Linked DNA regions of Mus musculus: region 1 is linked to region 2. The links are chromatin contacts, called in public promoter capture Hi-C maps. All regions are on one chromosome and are shown on one strand. Each heading gives the region's core, a stretch centred on a gene start, on an enhancer-like site or on the middle of the called end of the contact. The rest is flanking DNA. Distances are from core to core; before and after follow the strand shown. Region 1 has its middle 76 kb from the start of Lonrf2. Region 2 overlaps Aff3 (AF4/FMR2 family, member 3).

The links. Promoter capture Hi-C pulls out the DNA fragments that hold promoters and counts their contacts.
Region 1: a promoter capture Hi-C map of second pharyngeal arch cranial neural crest shows a contact between it and region 2. The contact joins two enhancer-like sites. A contact is called at or near these places in 4 of 39 promoter capture datasets (the C10 cell line, cranial neural crest, frontonasal cranial neural crest and 1 more), 2 of 15 datasets of contacts at CTCF or cohesin (large pre-B cells and pro-B cells), 12 of 484 Hi-C or Micro-C datasets (bone marrow-derived macrophages, cardiomyocytes, cerebellar granule neurons and 6 more) and 1 of 115 datasets of contacts at active chromatin or transcription factors (embryonic basal ganglia).

Annotation. Positions count from the first base shown.
Region 1 is chr1:38,758,702-38,762,501 of GRCm38.p6, forward strand. No RefSeq gene overlaps it. Among named protein-coding and RNA genes, the nearest start is that of Lonrf2, 76 kb to the right of the region's middle. Within about 2 kb of position 1,895, at least 18 of the 459 cell types and tissues checked have an H3K27ac peak or open chromatin away from gene starts, as enhancers often do.
Region 2 is chr1:38,302,977-38,306,735 of GRCm38.p6, forward strand. All of the region lies in intron 8 of Aff3 (AF4/FMR2 family, member 3), which reads right to left. Among named protein-coding and RNA genes, the nearest start is that of Gm16150, 86 kb to the left of the region's middle. Within about 2 kb of position 1,770, at least 13 of the 459 cell types and tissues checked have an H3K27ac peak or open chromatin away from gene starts, as enhancers often do.

The sequences.
Region 1 (3,800 bases), core at 645-3,144, 460 kb after region 2:
TACACTAAGGGACAAGAGGAAAGAAGCAGAGGCTGCGAGGAGGAGGAAGGGGGGGTGGTATGATATGCAAACTGAGCTGCAATGACCTATGTTTCATTTCTCAGGCTGAGGGACGACTAGGAACCTGAGTGTTCTGGGCATACTCTGCTATACACAGGTACTGTGGCAGTAAATCAGACAGCCTGTTTTGGATTACAATTTAGTAACACCCGCTGAGTGCAGATCCTTGCGTGACTTGCCCCAGGGGTTTAGTCTTTGAGGTGTGAGCCTCTACAACCTCCTATAAATGCCTAGACTCTAGAATGCTCTATGTCTTCATTTAAAAAGTTGGACATGGAACATGGAGGACTGGGCCAAGCAAACCCCAGAGACAAATGTTACATGGTGTGTCTATATGACAGAATATTATACACACTGTCCTGAGAACATACCGGGATCTGTGTATTGGCATGCACAGTAAAATGTGATGTCCCAGCAGCCTTGACAGGAGAAGCTCATGTCTAGAACAATCAACAGCCACAGAAACAGAGACCTGCATTCTTTACATTATTCTCTTTGCAAGTCACATTGCATACAATTCCTGTAAGTGACCCAATTTTATAAAACTTTGTACTGTGTAATCAGAGACACATCAGGGTTATATTCATCTACTCTGAAACATGTTTTCAACCAACAGACACAAAACAACTGGGGCTGTTTTACTGCATTTGAAACCATGTGGGCCTACGAGGAGACACTTTACAGAAACTGGAAGAAACACATTTCTTTCATGAGTAAACAAGGGGCAGGTATGTGGGCCAAGCTTACTTAGGAGATGTGTGCCCTAGCCAGGCTTGGCGGTGCACACCTTTAATCCCAGCGCTCTAGAGGCAGAGGTAGATGGAGCTCTTGAGTTCAAGGCTACTCTGGTCAAAAAAGAGTTCCAGGATAGCCAGGGCTACACAAACAAACTCTGTTTTGAGAGAGAGAGAGAGAGAGAGAAGAAGAAGAAGAAGAAGAAGAAGAAGAAGAAGAAGAAGAAGAAGAAGAAGAAGAAGAAGAAGAAGAAGAAGAAGAAGAAGAAGAAGAAGAAGAAGAAGGAGAAGAAGAAGGAGAAGAAGAAGAAGGAGGAGGAGGAGGAGGAGGAGGAGGAGGAGGGAAGGGAGGGAGGGAGGAAGGAAGGAAGGAAGGAAGGAAGGAAGGAAGGAAGGAAGGGAGGAAGGGAGGAAGGAAAGGAGAGAGAAAGAAAGAAAGGAAAAGAAAACAAAGACTAGTTAGCCTCTGGCAGTTAAGCCTTCCCCATCTGCAGCAAGCATTTGTGCAGGGTATCTTCTTTGAACCCCTCTCTAGTTGAAATGGATGAAGCACATGGTCAAACAGCAGTGGAGCTGGCATGATTATGGCTCCTAGCAAGGTCAGGTGTCAGGCGCATGCTGCTAACATTCAAAAGAGGCAGGACCCCCGACTGGACAGGCCTCCTCAAAGACTTTTCTAGAACAATCTATTTGTCCTCCCCCACCCCATCCCCCAACTCTAGGACTTCCTCTCCCTCATCCCAGCCTTCTGCTTCTCCATTGCTACTTGATTTAAACAAATTTCAGGGGAAAGGTAAAGAGACACACAGGCAGGCAAACAGACAAGCAGACAGACAGACAGACAGACAGACAGACAGACAGACAGACATGTTGCTGGGAAGAAAAGATGTGTAGTGAAGGAGCTTGGTCAGTTAGAAAGGAGGGCAGTCAGAGATGGGTTCTTTTGGATGCGAGTTGTGCTAACAGAAAGTATGAAAAACAGACCCTGGCCCAATGACGTGATGACTGAAAAACAGCTACAAGCCAGCCGCCCCAGAGGGCCGCTCCACTCGACAAGGTGGCCATTGATGCAGGCCAGGTGTGCTCACTCTCCACTCCTCTCATTTTCCCGCCTGCTGGGCCTCCCTGCTGCTCAGGAAGCTGTGCAGTCAGGCCTGGCGGTGCCTGCAGAACTCCACCGCAGGTCAGAAGCAGGGGGAGCTGGGTGGGGGTGGGGGGGCTGGACTGGGTCACACTGTAAATGCAGTGACTGTAGCCAAGGCAAGTTCACGGCCTCAGAGTGCTTTGGGGACAGGGTTTGCAGAGCTCATGGCTTTCCTGACTGCTGGAGCCTGTGAGGGAAGATGAAGTCGCCTGTGCTGCTAGAGCCAGGGCTGTATGCTTGCTGGACACTCTGTGACAACCTCTCTACCTAATAATCCATAGACAGGACTCAGAGTGAGCACACTGCTCGTGTGGGAAGGTCAGGTAACTTGTCTAATGCCACCCATCCAGAGAGAACCGGAGTCTGGATTAAAACCCAAGCTGTCTGCTACACTATTGCCGCCTTTGAGGTTTGCCTTTGGCTCTCACCAGACATAAATCCACCTCCATTCACCTGCCCCTGGCCGAGCCTATGACACATCAGGCCGGAAAGTTAGATATGCCCAAAGCAGGATTTCTACATCTCTCTCTCTCTGCCATGCTCCTTGGAATACATTAAGAGGTTAATCTTAATAGATATTCAAAAGTCAATGTGAAACCTTAGTGGTAATGGGGGAGCCATCAGGACTACAATGTCCCATCACCTCTCAGTGCCTGAGGGAGCAGCTGTGGTTGCTAGACCCTCAGCTAGGAGTCACTGAGTGTGAGTGGGACCATCACTCAGAGGGCTCAGCCTGCCAATCTGGCCTCATCTTCCTGCCTCTCCCTTCTTGCTCCTTGTGGTCTGCTCAGTCCTTTTGCAGGGTTGGTGTGGGGGCAGGGTGTTGAGGAGCCCCACCTCCCTTCTGATAGTTGGTAAAGTAACAGGATCTATACGCAACTGCAACTATGGATACAAGAGCATCACAGATGGGTGGGAAGTCTGACGCCTGTGAGGGAGTTAATGTCTGCCTAGCCTGGAAAGTGAAACTACTTTAAGATGAAAAAGGTGGGGCTGGAGAGATGGCTCAGGGGTTAAGAGTGCCGACTGCTCTTCTGAAGGTCCTGAGTTCAAATCCCAGCAACCACATGGTGGCTCACAACCATCCGTAATGAGATCTGATGCTTCTTCTGGGGTGTCTGAAGATAGCACCAGTGTACTTACATATAATAAATTTTAAAAAAAGATGAAAAAGGTTACATCTCTAAGGTGTCAGGAACCTGTGGAGGAAGGTGGTGTCTTGAGAGGAGACAGAGGGCAGGAGCTGGGTTCAGGTGCTTCCTCCTTCGCTAAGGCCATGCAGTCCAAGCGTCACTGTGTTATGGCTTGAAGGTCAGCCCCTCAGCCCCATGCTGTATGCTGGTCTACTCGATCCCTGCACCCAGAATCCTTTGCATCTGGAATATCCCCGGGATTCTCATGTAGTTTAAGGCCTGATCCCTGGCCAGTGGCATTATTGCAAGGTGTGTTGGCTAGTTTTATGTCAACTTGGCACAAGCTAGAGTCATTTGGGAAGAGAGACCCTCAAGCAAGGAAATGACTCCATAGGGTTTTTGGAGGCAAGTCTGTGGGGGCATCTTCTTCTTTTTTTTTTTATTTTTTTTTTTGTAACCATTTTTTTTATTATGTATTTTCCTCAATTACATTTCCAATGCTATCCCAAAAGTCCCCCATACCCTCCCCCCCACTTCCCTACCCACTCATTCCCATTTTTTTGGCCCTGGCGTTCCCCTGTACTGGGGCATATAAAGTTTGTGTGTCCAATGGGCCTCTCTTTCCAGTGATGGCCGACTAGGCCATCTTTTGATACATATGTAGCTAGAGTCAAGAGTTCCGGGGTACTGGTTAGTTCATAATGTTGTTGCACCTACAGGGTTGCAGAT
Region 2 (3,759 bases), core at 520-3,019:
TGGGGGTGGGTGGATATGGGGGACTTTTGGTATAGCATTGGAAATGTAATGAGCTAAATACCTAATAAAAAATGGAAAAAAAAGAAATATAATATATAATTCTATTATATATTTACCACATTTTAACTATCCACTCATCATCTGATGGGTGTCTAAGCTGATTTCCTTTCCTTTTTTGCTTCTTTTTATTTTGAGAAAGAATGTCACTTAGTTGCCTTGAGCTCATTACATAGCCCTGGTTGGCCTTGAACACGCAATTCCCTTGTCTCAGTAGCTTTAGTAGTTGGCATGACGGGATTGGAGTTAGTCATGATTTTTTTTTTTATTGTGAATACATATCACATTACAGGAGCAGGAAATAATATACCTGTTGTTTGAGATGGGATTTTTCTACGTTTAGGCTGGTGTCTTAACTCCTAGACTCAAAGCAATCCTCCTGCCTTAGCCTCCTGAGGCAGGAAGGCCAAAAGCATGTGCCACCACTGACATCTTGATTAATTTTGATTTGATTTGTTAATATTTCATTTTATTTTATTGTATTTCATTTTATTCCATTCAGTGTATATGTGTGTGTGTGTGTGGGGGTGGGGTGGGGTACATGAATGGCTATGTGCACCTGTGTGAGAGAGAGCAGAAGTCAGAGGCTGAAGGTGGGTATCTTCCACTCTCCACCTTATTTTGGGGACAGGATCACTCTTACTGAACTTGAACTTGGGGCTCACTCTTCTGGCTACCCTGGATAACCAGTGAGCTCCAGGGATCTTCCCACTTCAGTGTATCTCACCAGTAGGCTACCACACCTGGTTTTTATATGGGTCCTGAGAATTTGAACTCAGGCCCTCAAGCTGGACTGCAAGCACCATACCCACCCAGCCATCTCCCTATGCCGCAATAGTTTCAAAGGTTATCGGAGGTCTGGGATACAGCCTGTTTATGATGCATAGCCAAGAGGTTGGATGGAGGAACTCCTCTTTGGTCGGGGCACAACCAGGTGCCACGAGAACTGGTCATCGGCTCACCAGACAACGTTTTTGGACATCTCTCCCTTCAAAACTGTACTTGTTTCTTGCCGACTGCCACAGGCTAGCCACGTGGCTCCCTGTCCCTGAGGTTTCCATCTATCTCTGGCTGTCAGGAGAGAGACTGGCTTCGGGAACTTGTTGAAGTCTTTAGTGGCATGCAGGCAGAATGGCTCGGTTCTTTATCTGAACCAGTCACACCATTACTTTAAAAGAGCTTGTAAGGTGTAGGCCAAGAGGAAAGGCAGAAGAGACAGGATGGTTTTTATTTTAGAAATTAGAAGGCATCTTATCTGGAAGGCCTATAAAGAATTTGGTCCATCTCATGTATCATCAGCCTTTTCTTCTCCCAGCTAAGATGAAGAAGCCAAGTCTTAGAAACAGGAGGCCCCTGTGCAGTTGCCTGGCTTTAGGAATCTGCAAGTGAAGCCCTTGAAAAACATCTCCAACACGCAGACTCTTGTCTCTCACACTAAATAAAAACATGATCCAATGCCGAGGCCACAATCCTAATGCTGCCATGTGTTAAACTGTAGTTCATGGCACAGACAGAAACCATCCACCTTTCCCCTCACATTATTAGCACGCGCAACAGCCAGCACAAACCGGCAGGCCGAGCTTCACCCAGAGCTGCCCGTGCTTGCAAGACTGAAGATAACCAGTAACATGAAATGACTCTTACCCTGTTTAAGGCTTGATCCAGCTGTGGCTTAGCAGGTCAGAACCTAGCACACGTGATTTAAATAACGCGCTACACATTCCAACCATCCTTCTCCCCGACTCACAGTTACACCTCCATCTCCCAGGAACAGCGTCAAGTCTGTGACGTGCCCAGGATGAAGGCAAGAGGTTTCTTGGTTAGAGTACTTTGTCTGGTTAGAGATAAAGGACAAGCAAACAGTCCCGAGCTGTCAGTTAATATTTTTAACCCGAAAGAAAGAAAAATCCATCTTCTCGCTTCACAGCCAATCTGTGTTTTTCAAACAGTGCAGATTCCTCTCCATATCAAGTGTCAGATCAGTTTCTGCTTTTTAGCACAAGACAAATAAAAAGTTATCCACGAAGTTTCAAGGGCATCTTAGAAATGAGAGCTGAAGTTTAGTACCTTTCCTTGCTATCCAATTGGCAGAGCATCTTGCAAGAAAGACAAAACCTGCAATTAATAAACCGAGTCCCAGGGTTTCAGGATCTTCACATTCCACTTCCTCCCTTCCTGGATAAGTGGAGCCGCACAGATACAAAGAACAGTCTCTCTCTCTCTCTCTCTCTCTCTCTCTCTCTCTCTCTCTCTCTCTCTCTCCCTCCCTCCCTCCCTCCCTCCCTCTCCCTCCCTCCCTCCCTCCCTCCCTCCCTCCCTCTCTCTGCCCCCTGGCCCGGCCAATATTCAGGCTCAAGACTCCATGAAACAGATATTTTCCATTCTATGACCTCAGTTTTAGGAATTCGTTTTTTTTTTTTTTTTTTTTTTTTGCTTCTTCTTCTCCAGAATCTAGTTATTTTACTTGGCAGCTTTCCAGCTTTCATTCTTTCTTTCTGTCTCTTTCTCTCCCTCTCTTCCACTCTCCACTTATCATTCATTCCTATTCATCAGTGCTTTGAAGACACTCGAGTCAAGAGTCTCGATGTGATGTCTGCAGGGTGTTAGAATTAGTAAGTGAAACTAATGGGATTTCCCACTAAATTTGAATTTTATGTAAACAACAAATAATATTTTTTTGCATATGTATGCCCTAAATATTGCACAGAACACACACTGAAAATTATTCCTTGTCTATCTGAAATTCAAATTGAACTGGGTGCCTTGTATTTTATCTGGCATCTCTACTCAGAGGTTGAAGAGAGGCATCTATTTACACCTCCCAGAGGAGGGGAACTTTCCTACAGACCTTCCTCCTGAATGTTCCTGGCCTCGAAAGCTTTCCACAGCTTCCCTTTATTTTAACTGTGGCCTACGTGCTGGATTGCGAGCTCCCCAGGGCAGAGAGCAGCATGGCATGGGCAGGGTCCATCGGAGGCACTAGGGTCTCGCACAGCACCACCCAAGGTCAGCATTTGCACAAATGCCTCCCAGGTAACAACAGACCCCAGTGCTGCTCCCAGCCATGCAAGCTGGGTCTGAGCTGATGATTTATTCAAGCACTGAGCATCAGTTTGGAATCTTCTCTGCTCAGTTCTTGTTCAGAGGCACTTGGCACGATCAGTAACAGTGACGATTAAAAACTCTGGTTATTTAGAGACATGTCAATATTCATCGTCTTACGAATATGCTGAAGTCTAGTGACCAGGACAGGTCATCTACAGAGGTGTCCTGAAAAGCATGGCTCCAGGAGTCAAACCAGGCCGAATCCTGGCTCAATCACAAACCTCTCACGCATGGATGCCTGTGCTTTGCCCATGTCATTTCTACACTCTTGGGGTGGGGACCTTCTCAGCACACTAAAAAGGGGGGCGAGGGGCACAAGATAGGGAAGACTCCCCATTTTTGAAGATGGCTTTAAAAAAAAGAAATTTTGTCTTGTGGTCAAATGAATGATTTTTCCTCAAATCTATAAATATTTTCCATCTGTATTTTCTATGTTTACTGATTTGAAAAATATTTCCAGAGTATATAGTTTCTGAAATTTTTATCATATTGGTCTAAGAAGCAAAAGTTTATGGTTATTATTTCTACTCAATTATTGCCTATTTTTCTTGTTTTACTTCTAATATTCTATTTATTCCTGGAGATTCAAAACAAACA